2 separate regions of the Aedes albopictus genome follow, and region 2 is linked to region 1. The links are chromatin contacts, called in public Hi-C maps. All regions are on one chromosome and are shown on one strand. Each heading gives the region's core, a stretch centred on a gene start, on an enhancer-like site or on the middle of the called end of the contact. The rest is flanking DNA. Distances are from core to core; before and after follow the strand shown. Region 1 holds the start of LOC109403072 (LIM/homeobox protein Awh). Region 2 holds the start of LOC115270379 (LIM/homeobox protein Awh-like).

What was found. Hi-C and Micro-C count contacts between places; a contact is called where the count stands out from the background.
Region 2: a contact with region 1 is called in a Hi-C map of whole body, with 5 times the contacts expected there. The contact joins the promoter of LOC115270379 here to the promoter of LOC109403072 in region 1. A contact is called at or near these places in 2 of 3 Hi-C or Micro-C datasets (embryo and whole body).

What each region holds. Positions count from the first base shown.
Region 1 is chr2:323,802,220-323,808,373 of AalbF5, forward strand. It overlaps LOC109403072 (LIM/homeobox protein Awh), which reads right to left and starts at 4,678. Exons shown (of 6, transcript XM_029879926.2): 1 at 4,190-4,678. The coding sequence starts at 4,195. The region is part of intron 1 of LOC134288239; the gene reads left to right.
Region 2 is chr2:324,180,913-324,187,258 of AalbF5, forward strand. It overlaps LOC115270379 (LIM/homeobox protein Awh-like), which reads right to left and starts at 4,813. Exons shown (of 6, transcript XM_029879923.2): 1 at 4,428-4,813. The coding sequence starts at 4,457.

The DNA of each region.
Region 1 (6,154 bases), core at 3,428-5,927:
GATAATAGCTAGTCTGAAAGCTGCTTTGCGGTGATAAAGACTACAAAAATGACCTTCGAATAAGTATACTCAGTTTTATACCTTCTAACTCCGCCCTATTATCAGTTATCCAGTGGATAACTGACACTGAGGAAAATTACAGATGGTAGCCGAAATACGTGTATCTGTGAAAAGATAAGCAAAATAGGGCGGAATTAAAAGGAACAAAACTGATTCTACAAATTCGAAGAGGTTATTCTGCTTAGAAGTTTCGAAAAGTCGGTACAAGATTACACAAATGTGCTTAAATTTACTAATGGGAAAACATGATCATTACGCCATAAACGTCTCCTGACAGCTGATTGGCCGCAGAATATTTATTTTAAGTGTGATAAGATGCCATGGTAAAATTGAGCACATTAAATTGTGAAGTGAAACACGCAGACCGCTCGAATTCAATGGCTTTGCGTATTAGGTTTTATTTCGCAGAATAGTAATACTAATCACAAGCGGTTTTCATCGTATAACTATGATAAATGCGGAATTGCTGACCCGCATAAACGATAATCATAAGATGTGCTTAACCACCCATTCGGGATACGATCTGAACAGTATGTGGTATTGTTGAACTGTCTACAGTACTGTCCGTGTATTGTTGCCGTTTATTAGGGGACACAACGTGGACAAGTAATGCAAATAAAAAGACTCTAATACCGCAGCAAGTCTGTTTATATCGCATTTTATAGAGACATCTGCATATTTTGTGGGAGTAATTTATTCAATGAATTTGTACGGCTCATTGCAACTTGGGCTCTGCCCATAATCTATGTAGAGTATCTGTTCTGGTTTGTTTATTACTATCGTTTTTTTTTCAAGAAAATAAAATGGATGATAATAAAAAAAGGAATCAATAGGCGGCCATCTCAACCCAGTTCCCCTCTTTCTTCCACACAATATTTCCGAAACTTGAAGGGACATTAAACATTTCCTTCAGATGGTGGATTTATCAATAACTTTAAATCCCATCTATATATATAAAAATGCAGTGGCATACGTGGGACCGCGCATAACTTGAGAACGGATGGTCCAATTTTGGCCGTTGAAGTATTGTTCTGTTAGTTTTCACCCAAGGAAGGTTTATGAGGCAAATAACATGGGCAAATTGAGAGTTTTTGAAAATCGGGTTTTCTTGCATTTTGATCGGGGACTTGGGCTTGGCTAGAGACCTAGAGATTTGAAACGTCAAAAACGCAGTAGGCAAGACAAAGTTTGCCGGGGACAGCTAGTTTTGTATAAATGTATCAAATGTATTGATATTCTGAAAATGGCTTTTTATCTGCTTTAACTATGGACACTATAGATTCCATAGACTCGCGGAGGCGAAGAGAATTGTAGCCAAATGAACTGGTGACAAATATATCTAAAGGTCCAATCTGCAAAAGACAGGCTCTCTTTGATCCGATTCGCTTTAAATAATTACGATGTCACGGTGGACATTTTGACAATTTGGGATGTGTTGATTGGAAAAGGATTGTTTAATCTACCTTCCGACGCAAGAAGTAAATCAAAATTTTTAAAAACAAGCACGTTATAATCGAAAGAGAGGAGACTTAAAGAGAGCCTCTCATCTGCACTTAGGACCTATAGAAATGTTTGGCCTGACTGTCAGTTCAGGCGCACGGGACGACGTGTAATTTTTACTTCCTTCTCTTTCTAATATTTTGAAGATGAAGATGAAGTTCAAAACTTTAGTCGATTGTGCACCAGAAGTGAGCAGATACCCGGGTAGACGAGAATATCTAAATCATATCTCAAATCGAACAACTTTTGCTGTCACAGCTCGATGTGATTTTGATGTGATATTCAAAGATTCAATGAATATCGCACGAATAACTCAAAGTGATATGATATCAGTTTTTGTTCATGTCGAAATATCTGAAAATTTCTACATAAGAACAAATTTAGCTCTTCTGCATGAAATGGAATTCATACACCCATAGAGATGGCTCAATGTTAATGAAATGCCATGTGCCCCTTTCTGAGCTGTGGTAACGAAGAACCTCATGCTTTTATTCACATGGTATTCCCATGGTAGCCACAGCTGAGTGGTAGGCATCGGCGCCTGTAAATACCTAGGTCGATGCTGGATGTTGGATTTTTTTTTATGAAAATGGTCGACAAATCTTGTCTGCTATTGGCTTGATCTTGTAATATATTAACGACCTATTATTGAGCAATTCACCATACTAGATTTTGCTATTATTTCTTATATCAATCAAACCAATATCAGTTTTTGTTCTTCAGTAATAACTGATAACTGAATATGCTGTGCATTAGATTTTTTTCACCTACTCGGGTAAACGATCAAATTTCTGATCAATAATAGTAGAAGCTGAGATTTGCCTCTTTTTTAACAACAGAGCAATGGCGGAAGATTCAATCACCATCTTGTCCGGCCATAGCACCTGATATTCTTTTTAAATTTGCTTGTCACCATTTATCATGTATTAGGTACATGAATATCTTTATATTTTCCTTTTCTTGTAATTTTTGTCCACGTTTTAGTTGAAGCAAACCTAGATGTTCGGAGTTTATTGTAATATTCACGTAAATTGTACTCACTTATTCATATCACAGCACTCAAATGTTCTCATTTTTATGAACAAATCAACCAAAACTATGTTTGGTGCTGCTGATGCTGGTACACAATGCATAACGATTCTTAGTGAAAATATCTCATCAAAATCGTTAAAAAATGGCTGAGTACATAAATATTTCGTTTTTTTCTTTGGATATATGTAGGGCTTTACGCCCTTTAAAAGGGCCTAACTCAAAAATGGGCTCTACAATTTTTTTTAATATTTTGCCCATACATGCAGGATAGTCATAGAAAACGATGAACAAGTGATGTGTGGGCACGTTGTATTCGCGGCATTTCTGCAACACCTGGCGGATGGCGAACATCTGGTCCGTTGTAGCGCGTTCACTCATGAATCCAGCCTGATATTGCCCCACGAACTCTCTTGCAATCGGTGATAGGGCTGCAAAACGGTGATTGGATAAGGAGAGCGATACGGAGAGCCTCACAAATTCCTAGCGATAAAAAAGACCGACAGCTAAGAGTTGTGTGCTTAGCTGGTAGTGCAGCCTGGGCACTGTTGTCCTTCTGACTTCAGCTAGATTGAGGAGGTACGACCCGAGCGTCTGTTCACCAAGGAGGTACGGTCTGGCATCCAGCGGCTGAGTAAGAAACGCTGCACCACGCCCAGCTAGATCCAAGGTGGTAGTCCCATCAGCCTTGTCGTCCCAGTGTTGGTTGGGACGTTAAACAGAACTGGCACGATGGCCCTCCGGCGAGACAGGAGTGTTGGCGTATGCCTAATAGCCACCCGTAAAAATCCCCATTGCGAGAAACATAGGAGAAAATACGACTCGATACAAACGGCAAAGATCCACGCAATGAAATAAGGACTACGATTGGAATTTTCTATTCTTACCGATGTTCAATTGTAAGCTGATCAATCGCCCCAAAGTGGCATTTTCAAATGTTTGATTTTTTAAGTTTTTGGAAATATTGACACGATTTGGTTAAATTTTCACAAAGTTATTAAAATACGATCGAAATCGCCTTAAATATTTCTGAAGGACTGAAAACTAGCCATCAGTCATTATAAAATATTGCAATGCATATATGAAATCACTTGTAGCTTAAACATAATCTTTTGTCCAAAAGTTTAAAAAAAAATATGCTAGAAGAAAACTGGTTTTGATTTCGAAAAAAACGTGGGGGAGAACAAGGCTCCCCAGGGATCACGTCTCCTCAGTCTCCCATATTAGTTACATTTTTTTTAAATACAATTATTCACAAATTTGATAGATTTTTTGTATTTTCACAAAATAGTTTGAAAATTTTTGTTGTTTTGGTCACTTAAGCCAGAAAATTTATAACTTTTTTCAAGTTGGGACAAACTTATGTCGCATGTGTTGTTTTGTCGCAACAAATACAGGTTGCGACATTGTCATTATTGTTGCGCGATGGTTTAATTTTGATTCACTGAACACAGGTTTCCGTGGAATTCCGCCTAATTTTATAATTGGCAAAATCATTCCGTGTATGCATTGCATATACATTCTATGTAGCCACAACTAATCTTCATCTTATCTTCACAATATTTTCAAGATAAAAAAGCCGTCGGCATTCTTAACTTACCTTCATGTTAAATTTGCCTATCACTATTGCATGGATTCAATCCAGTTGCTTATTTTTCCTTCGTGTGCGTCCCCTATGATGATCCCTGAAGAATGCCGTTCCCACAAACAATGGGCTGCCAAATTCATTTGTTTATTGCACCGCATTCCGAATGTAATCCGTCACAACGTCTTCAGCGTTTTGTTTTTCACTTCAGGAGTACCCCATAAGCAATGCGGTTTTCTTGTTTTAATGATTTTTTGTTTGGGTAAACAATAAAATTCACCATCATATTACGAGATCACCAATTGCTAATTATTTTAACAATCGAACTATTTTTTTTATTTTATAGAACAACGCCGGTAAAGTAGACCATAATCGCGGGACCAAACACGCGATCAACTGAATTTCGAGAGCTTTTCGGCGTGAGAAAAACCAACACGTCTAATCGCGACCGTTATTCGTTCGGGACTGGTGCACCCGTCGATTGGTATGCATTGGAAGATTTCTCTCATTTTACTCCAGCAGCTTTTATCGATTTGTTATGAACCGGGTGCAACTATAGGCTCGCTCTGAAGATTCGATCTTGCGGTACCACTTCATATCATGTGTGAGATGCAAGCGAAAAGCTGAGGAAATAACAAGCTAGAGATCAGCTGGCTTCGGACTTTGTTTGTAGTTTCTGTTTAACATTTTTTGTATGATGCTTTTTATGTTTTTGTTTACTTCTATGCTTTGCTCAATTTTTCGAGAGCGAGATAATTTTATCATATTCTCTCATTGTTTCAAAGCTTTTGTGTACAAGTTCAGTCTGTTTCCCTTGTTTCTCTCAGGAGAATCCACGATGCTCGCAGAGAATCTTTTGTACATAACAGCAAGGCGTCATGGAAACTAGGAATGCTCCGCCTACTACGGGTTCGCATTATTCTTCTCCCATTGAACCCCTCACAACATCTTTCCGATATTTGAGCATTTATCTCTTCTGAAATCGCATAGGGGTTGAAATGGTTTATTTCTCTATTTAGTGCGATGATTGTATTTTCATAACAAGCATGTTTGAACTGAGCCAAAGGATGGCACTCGGGAGAGTCTAGAAATTTAATTTTATTTTAAAGATTCTGATTGCTTTTATGAACCATGTTTAAAGAGCCCGCAAGAGTCCGGAAAATGATGACGGAAAGTTTGTTGGCCGACTCCTGCGTATAAGAAGCCTCGTTACGAACCTGTGCGAACTGTCCAATAAATCATCCCAGAGAAGCATTTGGTCGTCGTCAGCCGGATGGCGCTATAAGTAAAAAGGTTGATGAATTTTTATGATTTACCATAAAGCTTAGCGAAACAAAACGGACACAATGTGCTAATGTGTCGAGGCTGTTTGGTGCCAGGCGTCTTTTCGATTTCAATTAGACACCCCGAAATCGTAAAACCGATTGTTTCTTCGTCCGTTTCATAATTGGGCTTTACTAGTTTCCTCTGCCAAAGGCTCATTAAGGGGGAATTTGAGACGTTTTTTATTAGAGCATTTAATCTTTGACGCAATAATCGACAGTGTATGTGCGTGGATGATTGTTTTAGCTGTTGAATCTAACACAAGATTGTAATCTTCGATCGAAGGTGAAGATATAATTATGACGCAAAATCAAAACCAGTCGGTGGGTGGGGTTGGTCATACTCATAGCAAATTGAGTGTCATTGAATTTTCTACCCTGATCTGACAGTTAAAGAGTTATTCACAAAATTATATCTTCAAGACCCCATGATTTTGAATAGGCATCGACCATTTATTACGTAACGATAAAATTGGGTTTTTCAAAACTTTTTAGGGATATCTACTTTATATCATAATCGGAATCTCCGTTCAAGCATTAGTTGAAATCCAAAATATGGCAATTTTAGGTGGCCGGGAACTATTTTTAAAGTACATTTAAAATTTGTATGGAGAAAACTTTTTGATCGGGCCCCGATTGAACTGTCATAAATTGTATC
Region 2 (6,346 bases), core at 3,563-6,062, 380 kb after region 1:
ATCCCGATAAAATCAAATTAAAAGCTTAAGTAATGAAAATGAAATGAGTTCGTAGTTTTGTTCTTTTCAAGTTGAGCTTAGCGAACAGACATAGTGACCATCCGCAAGCTGATGCATGGTTATGGTTCAGAATCTTCATTTAATTGGGCATTTCCTAAACTTCTTGGGTGTAAAAGTTTCTTCGTGACTGCCTCATGTGCTTCGTGCAGCTAGTGTCACCGAACATTTTGTCGCATTGTGCTGGGAGCGCGGGTTCAATTCCCGCAGTAGTCTAGTGTCGTGCTTCCTTCACAGAGCGAATAGCTCACTGGAAGCATTAAACGTGTCCGTGTTTTTTAAGCAAAAGTGGTCAAATAGCTACACAGTCAAAAATTGTTACATCGAGTTCGCTCCATCACATTCAACACAATTCTCCATCAAATTGTAAAATTACAGGTTGTGTGCAGTATGGAGCTTGCTTACAACTTTGCGTACAAGAAATTATTTTATGTAAAATTGAATGAAATTAAATGGAATTTTAAACGTTCTAATTTTTACGTCGAGTGTAGTTTACAGAATTTCTTTCTGTGTATGATTAAAATGATCTTATGGGTATCTTGCGTTGTGAAAGATAGCTATTACTTTGACTATGAGACGGCAACTTTTTACCCAAGTGATATCAAATTTACTAACTCTCTCGCATCTCTCTGACATTACTCGCTTTTTATTCTAACGAATGACCATGGGGCTCCATCCAACTTTTTACGACACCGAATGGAAGGTGTAGGAGGCGGATGGTAGTTTATTGGTTAATTCCATATAATCAGCGCGCAATCGCTTAAATTCCGATATAACGTACCCTCGATATAGCGAATTCGATATAACATACAATTTGCTTCGATATAATGTACAACATTGAAAATTTTTATTTTTTACAGGAAAACCCTCAGATAAACTACGAAATCACTCAAATCAATGTTTTGTTGAAGTATTAGCTTTGTTACCCAGAACTAGCGCAATTTGAGGAAAAAATAGTGTACGTTATATCGAAGCAAAATGTACGTTATATCGAAGCACAAAAAACTAAATTACTTTTTCGTGAAAACTCATGTTTTTCATTATTGGTTTTATGAATTACACCGAAATCATTGTTTGGGGTTAATTTCACATCAAATATATCAACACTATCATAAAAAATATAATTTTTTTTCTCTGCTTCGATATAACTTACACTTCGATATAACGTACAAAGAGAAAAGTTTTTTGTACGTTATATCGAAGAGTACCGTAAACCGAGGTCAAATTGATCAGCGGGGTGAAATTGATCATTCGGGTACTACATTATAATTCCATACTAGGAACTCTTCAGCGTCAAAATGATCTTAAACTTTTCACGTCATCTGGTTCGTAGATGTCTAGAGATGAGTGTAAACTTTTATTTTTTTAGAAAAAAGTTGGTTTTGCCTTATTTTTTAAGGAATTTGCAATGTATTTCTCATTTAACTGAAATCATTGCTACTAAACAATCGATTGCTAATAGGACTTCCCGTAAATTCTCTGTTTTAACATTTTTGTGGAGCCTTGGTTGGGAAGCTATGTAGCTAATCAGAACAGGACATAGTTAAAAAAAAGTTCATTTTATGATTAAATAGTCATTTATTGTGATGAAAATCACTTATTTCAAATGAAATTGCCTACCTTTAGGCGTTTAAGGGGAAATTTTAAAATTAAATTTTGCATTTAAAGTATTAAATTCACTAGTTGTAAGATTTTAAACGCGTTATTCGGTATTAGAAGGGAAAAATTAAGCGAAGAAGGAAATTTTCCTTTCCAACCGATGCTTAATTGTATATGTATACTGATCAATTTCGCCCCAAAGTGGCCCCAATGTTCCAATTTTTTGATTTTTGGAGTTATTTAACTTAAAGTTTAAATTTGTTGAACAAAATTCTGCCACATGGTTCCATGGAGATCCACTGGGTACTGGTTTACAGAAAATCTTTTGACAATATTTGAATTGCCACTGATGTTATCCGCAAAAGTTTTTTTTAAAGTGATCAATTTGACCCCGGATTACGGTACCTGTATTCCGTTTTTGTCAACTGAAAATTGCGGACCGTGTTGACAAAAACGGAATCAACCTGTATATACTAACAGTTTCTGTTATGAAAGCAACACCGTAGAGTTCTGGAGAAATGTAAAGCTTTGAATGTACCTAATATAAAAAGTATTAAATCATAACTAAGCATGTATAAATAAGGTGAGGGTAAAATATTTTGTCAATGATAAAGAGTAATCGTTTCTAACAACGAAATATACTGTTTCTGCAAAGTGATCGATTGCACACCGTCAGGTGACTGTCAAAGTAATATTTATATTTTCAGTATGGTTTAAAAGTTAACCCTCTAATATCCATTTTTTAAATTTTGATTTGAATATTGTTTGTGGTCATCCTAAATCGATTTAAACATGTTTTGAAAGGTAATTCTTTTAAATTTGCAATTTTGTGAATTTTTGTATTTGATTATTTACATTTTTGAACCTCCTATGGGGTCAATAAGGGAATAATATCTCGTGTTTAATTTCATTTGAAAACGACAAACACAAATGTAGACTTGGATGGTTCAAAAATGTTGAATATCCCAAGAACTCAAAAGAAACCTATCGGAAAATCTCAAATTCGAACTTGTAGTAACCTCAACTATCATTAGGCAACGGAATATGCAAACTCTGATTGAAATACTCCGTTAAGAAGAAAGTTATGGGGGTGCGAATCGTATTTGGCCTTTTTTTTGCCCGACTTGACCCAGTGACCCACTGGCCTTACTCCGTCCAAAAGTCCAAGAAAATGTTGATCCCATATATTTCCAAAATTAAAGTGTTGTGCAAGTTTGTGTTCAAAATTTGGTTAAATTCTGTTAAGAAATAGGCTGTTAGCGATTGTTTGAACTTTTATTTTTTACCTGGGGTTTAACGGGTTAAAACGAAAACATTTTGAGATTTTATGATTATTGTTAAAACATATTTTTTTTTATTTTATAGAAAGGTTCAACTTTCCGTGTAATTTTAATCAAAATATTGTTAAAGTGCATTCAACTTCCTTAAACTTAGTAGAACGATCGAGATTTTATTTTAATATGTTAATTTTTGCGATTCGATACAAAAATAGAATAGCATCTGAAAGATGACCAAACAACAATTTTTCAATGATTTAAAAAAATAAATACGCTTAAAAATACACCAACAACCATTTTAAAATATACAGAACAGCCCTAAATATCAGCCAATAATATACAAGTTTTCATTGCCCCGGAAAGAAAAAATACCAGAATGCTCAAATTATACCCTGTCTTAAAGCGGGGTTGGGATTAAAGGGTTAAAGACATGCATCGTCTTTGAAGATTTCAAAATATAATATAAATACTAGATAGGGTATCTGGATGCTTCGTTGGCATAGTCCCCTCGTTCGGCCTATCTCAATGTAAACCAAAAACTCAAACAAACACGCATAACTGAATATCGGAAAAGCTATGCGCCAAACAACTGTAACATTTCGTTTCAATTTTAGCACTTTGGAGCATTAAAATTGAATAAAAATGTCACTTTGTTTAGCTTTTGTAGACGCCATGATTCTTCGGCTTAGTGGGTAGTCTATACACATGATCATAAATGGCATGATTCTGGAACATTTCGAATTGACTTTTCAATAACTGAACATTTGATGCGACGGTCAAAGACGCTATTTTGAACTTGTGTATTTGATTTCAACGAATAATAACTATTTTACAAATTGAATGTGGGCCGAATATTGAGGACATTTTTTTCACTATGTACCCAAATCTTGGCCCATCAGTAAAGTGACGACAAAAACAGCGATAAAAAGACGTCAACGACATTTCTTGTGTAAGAACCAGAAAGAACGAACAGGAAGAAAGATTTTGTGTGCGGCGACTGTAAAAATATAACACAATAATAGGTTTGCGTTGTTTTCGTTACTAAATTAAGAAAGAACTTTAGTTAAAGTGATTTATTTATAGTTTTTTTGAAAATTTGGCTAAGAAAATATAATTTTAAAGCAAGATTGGTGAACAAGCAGAGATAATGCTTTAGCAGAAATATTGAAAAAAAAATAGATAATTAGTGTTTCTAGTGCATGGAAAGCAATAGGCCAACGTTGTATCCACTAATAGGCCAATTTTTGTACCATAGACCGACGTTGCATACCATCGCATCGAACCTTTTCAGCTTAATTAAGTAAATTCTTGAATATTTACGTAAGTTTGCTTCCAATTGGTGAAACATGCATTGCCTAGAGTGTGTAATAGGGTCAACATAATATTTCTATTGCTATTAATTCATGAGTTATGGTCAAAATTGTCAAGGCGGCTTGCAAGTTAGGCCAAGGAATGGTATATGTACCCTATGTATACTATAATCAGAAAACATACCTTCAATTGCTCTATTTTTATGGTATCCATTGCTGGTAGTATTACTTGTCCTTTTTTCACTAATTTAACTTAGATCACTGGCACTTATCCACAATCATCTGCCAAAAACACATAGCATGGACATACGCACTACGTAAATTTCATTCACGGTAAACATTATCCAAAACTTCTCTGTTGATAACCCACGCTTCTTAATCACCGAATACCTTGCTTCACCCTTTCACACTTCCTCGAAATGCGAAGATTCTCACGCCACTGCAGACGGCGAACACGGCCGCTTTCCGTTCCCACAGCTACCACCTTCCGTCGGCGCCAGTGTCCTCAACCGCGTCCACTCGGCCCGTAATTCTATGCGGGGCCCAAAAACAAAACCACGCGCGCTAATGACACATTCCACGCGTTACGTTTTGCGCGAGAATCAAACTTTTGCTTCCAAAAACTGTTATGTTGTTAAATACATGCTAACCAGCATATCAAACGATCAGATTTGAATGGAAGATGCATTTTGTGCCTTCTAGTTGGGAATTGGGCCTTTGTACTTCGAAAGAAATCAAGAAATACAGCGTAACGGGACACCATCGCAAAAAATGACGAATTTTGACCGAACGACAAGAAATTTGCTACTTTTTAGAAGTAGTTTTCAAAGTTTCAGGTACTATTCGAAGAATACAAGTAATTATCTTCATTTTAAAGCAAAAATAATCAAAATCGATAGCCAGAGCTCGGAAATATCGTTCAATGAAGTTCAAAAACCGCGGTGTAGAAGTGCGTGGAATGTGTCTAATGAAAAATCGGTTTCGCGTTGGACTTCTCCGGCTTCGACGACACGAACAAGAAAACACCGTCGCAATGCACGCGAAACAACTCAACTCGAAGAAACACCTGATCCCTTTCGATCAGATCGATACGAACGACTGGAAGCTGTGTGCCGGTTGGCAAATCTCGCGTTTTCTCCCGCCGCGACCAAGATCAGTACACGGTTGGTTACTCTCCGCGCGGCCGGTACCTCACTCAGCCTAAACATACACTGCATGCCCGCAAGCCGCTTATTTTCGCTTGCTCACCTACCTTACAGCATCCATCCGGTCCCACACACGGCACAACCGACGAACATCATAAAAGCATCCATTCATGAGTCTCCGACGGGCACTACCATCCATTCCCATGCCACACGTCTGCTTTCATTTTGAATCTACACGGCCCTCTTGAAACGAATTCTCTCTCGGGTTTCAAGTGAGAAATATCAGAGGTCTCGGAGTGGGAGCTTTCGAGAGCGAGACGATATTACCTCTCTCGAAATAGTACATAAGCCACCATGTGAATTGCAGAAGAAAATAAACTGCGTTCTTTATCCAGGGGGCGTGGCTTACAACCCCACCTTATCCCACATTTCTCCCTCTCTCGCATAACTTCAATATGTTATGCTCAGCTTCATGTTTAAGCATTTATTATGACTCGGACACAAAGCATAAAAGCACTGCAAAACAGATCGAAAGGAACAACATACACCAAGAGGGTGGTGAAAGGGGTACAAAAACTCTGAATCCTGTTGGGAGTACCTTTCCCTCCCCTACCCAACCAGCACTCTGGTCGTGTTTTATTTTTTGTTGTCACTGAAAGTTTGCCGTTTTATTGAGAGCAATCGAAATTGTATTACCATGCGAATGAATAATGACTTTATTGCTCACTCCATGCTATAACCTACAATTTTTACTATTATGTGCTACCGCTTCCAATCAGCCCGCAGTTGGTGGTGAATCGAATCTGGAAGCTTCGAACAACTTTAAAGTTGAGTAGACCTTTAATAAAGAATGGCAATTACACAGGAAATAGATCATAAACTTCAACATCATAATTACACTGGGACTGTAATCAATACTTAAAATCAAGATTGAAGATCAATATTTCTTTCTAATTAC